Regions from separate parts of the Bombyx mori genome. Here region 2 is linked to region 1. The links are chromatin contacts, called in public Hi-C maps. All regions are on one chromosome and are shown on one strand. Each heading gives the region's core, a stretch centred on a gene start, on an enhancer-like site or on the middle of the called end of the contact. The rest is flanking DNA. Distances are from core to core; before and after follow the strand shown.

Region 1 (3,685 bases), core at 161-2,660:
AGGAATAGCAATAGAGGAATTCTATCAGTCAATAAGGTTGACGTAGAAACAATAATTGGTATGTGAATTTGTTAAATAAAGCATATATATTTTGATTATTTACATAAATGCCAAATATACATGGTGTAATTATGCAAACTATATAAAACACAAGTACCTGTTATTTGCCTATTTTATATACCTCTATTGTACTGTATATTACATCTATAAGTAATAAAGGAACACATTTATTAATAAAAGCTATGTATGTTGCAATTTCTTGAAACCGAATATTAATAATACTTATGTCATAGTAATTGTATTATTTTACTACCTGCCACATAAGTGATGTAAAGTTATGCATAGCTTTTGTTGTATTTTTACATAATGGCCTACTAACACAAATGATACAGTTGACATAAAAATTTAAAATAATAGCTCACAATTACTTTTGTTCACAAGTTGCCGTTTGACTTATAATTTTTCTATACACTTCAATTAAAGACAGAAATTTGAATTTGAATCCTTCAAAAGATTTCTTGTCTAAAATTAATATAAGTATAAACTTAATTATTTTTTTTACATTAAGTAGAGAGTGGAAACAATGTTTCAGAAAAGTATTTGAGAGCAATTTATGGCCTTCTACTTTTATTCAAAAAAGCCGTTATTGATTGCTAATATTAAACTTAAATGGAAACGGCAATCAGTCAAGGCAAACCAGATGTATTTTATATTAATTGTGGGTTTTATTCCAAAAAAAGTTTATTGCACTCACCAACTGCCACTTGGATTTTCGCGTGGGATCAGCTATAGTGATCAGAAGCCTGTGGATCATCTGTATAGTTCCTTCATAATAAACCAGCGCCGATTCATAATTCCCCATCAGGGCCATTTCTCTCGCCAACTTCGTGTTCTCGCAAATTTCGCCAACAGAAACTGCCATTATTGTCATTCCCGCTGCGTGCATAAAACTTATCCACTGTTGAAAATGTTATGGTTCTTCTTTAAGACCCCTTCGAAGATTACGATCGCGTGTGACATCCAAGGATCCAAATGTAGCACTTCAAATGATCACACAAACATGTTGCATTTCTTTTGTCCCGGCGGTTTTAAATACGGGGAACTTATCCGATGTACGTACTTATTAATTTATGTCATAATTGAATTTAAACAATTTAAATATTTTTAAGTTATTTTTTTAGACAAAACAAACTTCTAAATTTCATCCGTCAGTTCACAGTCATATCCATAGATTTTATTAAAATTTAGTAGTCCAGTGTCCTGTCACATCATTTTTTTTTATTATTTTGTGGCCTGGTAAAGAGTCTTTTAAGCCGTCTTTTTTTGTCACTTTCACTTTGAGAACACTTCACAACTGTTCACTAACTTTTATAGTCGGATTTTTAATTAGACGAAGCCACCTGATAGTAGCTAATGTCACTTTGTGAAATAATGTTGCTATATTTAAAGTAATAGTGATGCGTTCAGTTCTTGTTCAATCACATGAATGAACAATGAGTGTGAAGAGTTAATCATTAATTTCAAATTATAAAAGAATATAATTTATATTTTACAATAAAATTGTATTAAAGTGCTCCAATATATGTTACTAGTAGTATGTAACTACAATCAGTTTTTTTTATTTTCATTACCTACCTATAATTGTTCTATTTTATACATCTATAGTTTCAACTATATGATGTATTGGAAATAGGACAGTCTTACAAGCTTCCTCGCAATGTTTTTCTTAATGTTTAAAACACTCGATATTCGGTACAGGTAGATACTATAGGAACATAATATTTCGTCGAAAAGTCGTTGCTATGTACAAAGCATTCCTAAAATTTGAACCCCGTACCCGATATCAGCAATTCGGCACACCGACTATTCACTAGACAATCGAGGCAATTTCATTAATTCAGGAGTTTTTTTTCCATCGTTCACTTTGTCACAACACTATTTTTATTTCATCAAAAACTGACAACACAGTAAACGTCAGTTGCCTTCGTCTAATAAAAAATCCGACTATAAATGCTATTTACAGGGCTCACTGAATTTGGCCCCCTTTTTTTGATTATCAGATTTTTTTATTTTTAATTATTTGTTCGTCGTTTGTTTATTTATAATTAATTAAACAAATGATCACCGTTAAGTGGGCCGCCCTTACTAGATATCTTTATTTTTATCACTCAGATTAATTAATTTTTACTTTTACTTTACACTTATTTTCGTAAGTGCTTTTAAGTTAAATTTCATATGGATTAGTAAGTAAAACCACGTAATAATACCCATAATTACATAATACGCTGCAGCTTATTATGGACAACGAGACCGCCTTTGACTCGTATGAGTTTGTAAGAAAACCGCACTATATCAGTCCGATTATACGACCTGGCTCCTGAACCCATCCTTTTCCAGCGTGGCGTGAGGCAGGAAGATGTTATTTCTCCGAACCGTTTACCGCTACATTGAAGGATATTTTTAAAGTTCTTGACAGGAAAGGACTCGGCACAACATCAACGGCGAATACTTATAATCACCTTCACTTTGCCGACCACATTGTGGGTACGGCTGAGACTTTTGAAGAACTCAAAGCAATGCTCAATGACCTTAGTAAGCTTAGCGCTCACCCCAGTAAAGATCGGAAGCGCTAGGCTCGAAGTTGTTGGTGAGCATATTTACTTGGGGCAAATTGTCCAGCTAGGTAGATCCAACTTCGAAAAAAAGAGGTAAATCGTCGAATCCAACTCGGAGGCGTAGCGAGCAGCGGAAAGCTATTTAATATCTTCTTATCACAGCGTCTCAAGTTTCTTTTTTCGCAGGTGGTAGGACCTCTTGGAAGTCCGCACGGGTAGGTACCCACCACCCACCACCCCGCCTATTTCCGCCGTGAAGCAGTAATGCGTTTCGGTTCGAAGGGTGGGGTAGCCGTTGTAACTATACTGAGACCTTAGAACTTATATCTCGAGGTGGGTGGCGCATTTACGTTGTAGATGTCTATGGACTCCAATAACCACATAACACCAGGTGGGTTGTGAGCTCATCCACCCATCTAAGCAATAAAAAAAAAAGTAAAATGCGTAATGAAAAAGCAAGCAAATAAATCTTTGCCAGCTTTTCGTTGCAATAGAGAAAAACAAACTAATTTCCAACAATGAAACATTTAATTACACCCAGTATAGCTAGTTATACACAGTATGAAACATAAATACTTTTCCTGCGTTTATACAATAAATGTGTTTTATTTACAATAACATTGTTTGTTACATCATATTTAAATATATTATTAACGCATATAATATCTATACATGCTTCAAAGAAAATATACTTAAAACTTAAATTTAAATGTCTACTTAAACATATTGAAAAAAAAAAAATCTTAATAAATGTAGTAAATAAAAAATTCGTATTGCTATTTTATGTAGTAAATTTACAAATTAACTGAAAAAGAAGGTTGTATATGCTTTGCTTGAAAGTTGTTTATGAATATGCTGGTACGCATAAAACTCACAACTAAACCACGTCACAGGCCCGCGATTCGTATGAGAGCACTGGATGTAGTACCTATAAGGTCACTAAAATATTTTGGCATCTGTGTTCTAACTAAAATCAATGCTTTTAAAATCAAGCTGCTTTAAGGAATATGGAGGGCAGAGGCGGTCCTATCTTCTATGCTATGGAACTAAATCGGAAAACAGCAATCCCA
Region 2 (3,389 bases), core at 155-2,654, 34 kb before region 1:
ATTTTTATTTAATTCCGAGGATTTTCATATTTATCTACCTTTTAAACCTTCTCTAGTCTTCCACAAATAATTCAACACCAAAATTAGCCAAATCAGTCCAGCCGTTTTCGAGTTTTAGCGAGACTAACGAACAGCAATTCATTTATATATATATATATATAGATAGATATGCCCTAATTCCTTCAGCCCATTGAGTTTCTCGCCGGATTTTCTCAGTGGGTCGCGATTCCGATCCGATAGATTATGCGAAGTACTGCTCTTGCTAGGGCTAGTGTTAGCAAATTCTCTCAGGTTGAGTCCGTGTGCTCATCTACCCGTCCGGGAGTAGCTGGAATAGCCTCTTGGGCTACCAGCGAATTGGTAGGGAAAAAATCCCGGAGCTTTTTTTACGAACTCACTGGTGGTAGGACCTCTTGTGAGTCCGCACGGGTAGGTACCACCACCCCGCCTATTTCTGCCGTGAAGCAGTAATGCGTTTCGGTTTGAAGGGTGGGGCAGCCGTTGTGACAATACTGAGACCTTAGAACTATATCTCAAGGTGTGTGGCGCATTTACGTTGTAGATGTCTATGGGCTCCAGTAACCACTTAACATCAGGTGGGCTGTGAGCTCATCCACACATCTAAGCAATAAAAAAAAACATTTGTACCAACTTCACCTGTTTGGGAGAAGAGGTGGATGGAAAACGATTTAATAACCAAGTCAGCTAATTCTTCAAATAGATAATTAATCATACACACACGCACATAGACCAAGATACGATTATTTGGCCCGTTTATCTCATAATCGAAGCCAATGTGTTTATTGCGTATTTTTTAACGTTCTCGATATCGTAAAAGTTAACTCTAAGTTGTATGCAGTTGAAACGTTTGCTTACGTTTGTCGCTAGGGGCGCTGTTCCAACTCCATACATATTGAGTTAACTTTTACGCTATCGAGAACGTTACAAACTCGCACTAAGCACACTGTTCAATAATTTAAGCCTTATTCTTCTATACTAATATTATAAAGAGGAAAGATTTGTTTGTTTGTTTGTTTCGAATAGGCTCCGAAAGTACTGGACCGATTTGAAAAATTCTTTTTCCGTTAGAAGCCGACATTGTCCCTGATGAACATATTTTTTTTTATTTTTTTTTTTGTTTCATGTGTGTTTTAATGTTTCCGAAGCGAAGCGAGGGCGGGTTGCTAGTTAGGTTATAAAGCCTAAAGATCTCTTTTAAATTGGCAATCTTAAATTCACAAAAATTATAGAATTCGTTCGAAATTTATATTATATAAAAAGAAAATGAGATTCGAATATAAAAATTTAAATATTTATCATTGATAACACGAACAGCACAGCGTTCTATTGTGTACACCGGTATTATGTTTCGTCACTTACGACTCTTTCATTCTCACGGCCCGTTTTATTGAAGATACAAATTATTACGTAATGTATTTCGTCTTGTTTAAATAGTAGCTTGGCGTACCTGCAAAGTGCAAACTGATAATAAACATAATTCAGTTTTATTGCGAATTACATTTTTTTATCACCGACCCCAACTAGTTTTGCAAATCCACCGTGGATGCAGTTCGTTCGCGTTACATCCGAATGAAAATTTTATTGATGAAGCGATAATTGCCTTAAACAAGGACAGAATACAAATGTTACAGCCCTATCTAGCAATGATCGAAATCAGATTAATTAGCATGTAAGCACACGTCTCCTAAAATTAAAGATACGTAAAATCGAAATAAATAAATTTATTCCTTATATGGGTGGACGAGCTCATAACCCACCTGGTGTTAAGTGGTTACTGGAGCCCATAGACATATACAACGTCAATGCGCCACCCACCTTGAGATAAAAGTTCTAAGGTCTCAAGTATAGTATAGTCAAACCGAAACGCATTACTGCTTCACGGCAGAAATAGGCAGGGCCGTGGTACCTACCCGCGCGGACTCACAAGAGGTCCCACCACCAGTATGTATGCTTAAAAGGGTTGGAACTAAACTACTTACTATTAAATTAAAAGTTTGTCTGGGAAGCAAAAAAAATTATATGCACCGTTTTCCACAGGTGTTCCACATTTTCGAGTTGATATCTATATTCCTTATCAGTAGAATACGGAAGCGCTCTGTTTATGCAAACTACCCTACTTTAGTGCACCGCCATGTCATGTGTACACGCGTCCTGTTTTGACCGATAAGAGCATCGTGTAGTGTAGTTTGCGTTGTTACTAAATTACCCACAAAAATGACACACATTCTTTTAAAAATCTATTATATTTCTTTTACGTGTATATTTTTTTCTCCCTAAGTTACTATATAAAGCTCTGTAGCAAACTAGCTAGTATAATCTAGCCCGTTGAGTTTCTCGCCGGATCTTCTCAGCCGATCGCGATTCTGTGTAACACTGCTCTTGCTAGGGCTAGTGTTGGCAAATTCTCTCAGGCTGAGCCTGTGAGCTCATCTACACATCCGGGCGTGGCTGAAATAGCCTTCTAAGCTACCAGCCATTAGGTAGGGAAAAAAAGTATTATTAAATTTCCTAACATTAAATTTTTCCATTTACTCTATTCTTTTGTTATTTTTTTTATTGCCCTTGTAGACAGACGAGCATACGGCCCAGCTGATGGTGAGTGGTTACCGTCGCCCATGGACTTCAGCAATGCCAGGAGCAGAGCCAAGCCGCTGCCTACCGCTTAATACTCTCCACAAGCCTCTTTTAAAGAATGTCATAGCGCTCGGGAAACACCGTGGAGGAGAGCTCATTCCATAGCCGAATGGTACGTGGCAAAAAATACCTCTGGAAACGCACTGTCGATGAACGCAGCGGTTCCAGATAATATGGATGAACTCTGTTCCGATGGCGGGAGGTGCGATGATATAAAGGAGATGAGAGGAACATCTCAAACAATTCCTCATGAATAACAGAGTTAATATCAACAATAATTTAAAAACAAAACCTTAAAAACTTGTTACATAAGAAAATGGTATGCGCAAATGATTCGTTTAAAAAAGTCTCTAATCGCCTTTGAATGTTCTTGATAAATTTCACATGCGTCACAAGATATCGATCGATCTTTGTTGCACTTGGGAAATATACTACTTATATTACTATATATACTTATATTAGCATTACTTTAAAATTTCCTTACGCTACGGAGAAATTATTTGATTTGATTATATCATTTTATTTTATTTTATTACTGGTGGAAGGACCTCTGTGAGTCCGCGCGGGTAGATACCACCACTCCGTCTATTTCTGCCGTGAAGCAGTAGGTAATGCGTTTCGGTTTTAAGGGTGTGGCAGCCGTTGTAACTATACTGAGACCTTAGAATTTATATCTCAAGGTGGGTGGCGCATTTACGTCGTAGATGTCTATGGGCTCCAGTAACTACTTAACA

Evidence for each region. A called contact is a pair of places that touch in the nucleus more often than the background predicts.
Region 2: a Hi-C map of whole pupa shows a contact between it and region 1, with 3 times the contacts expected there. The contact joins the enhancer-like site here to the promoter of LOC101737410 in region 1. A contact is called at or near these places in 6 of 7 Hi-C or Micro-C datasets (middle silk gland, midgut, posterior silk gland and 1 more).

Annotation. Positions count from the first base shown.
Region 1 is chr7:9,117,958-9,121,642 of ASM3026992v2, reverse strand. It overlaps LOC101737410 (katanin p60 ATPase-containing subunit A-like 1), which reads right to left and starts at 1,410. Exons shown (of 10, transcript XM_038011985.2): 1 at 755-1,410. The coding sequence starts at 946. It overlaps LOC101745540 (trafficking protein particle complex subunit 10), which reads right to left. Exons shown (of 16, transcript XM_012694890.4): 16 at 3,125-3,685.
Region 2 is chr7:9,152,641-9,156,029 of ASM3026992v2, reverse strand. The region is part of intron 2 of LOC101737410 (katanin p60 ATPase-containing subunit A-like 1); the gene reads right to left. Among protein-coding and RNA genes, the nearest start is that of LOC101745976, 19 kb to the left of the region's middle. Within about 2 kb of position 1,404, at least 4 of the 8 cell types and tissues checked have open chromatin away from gene starts, as enhancers often do.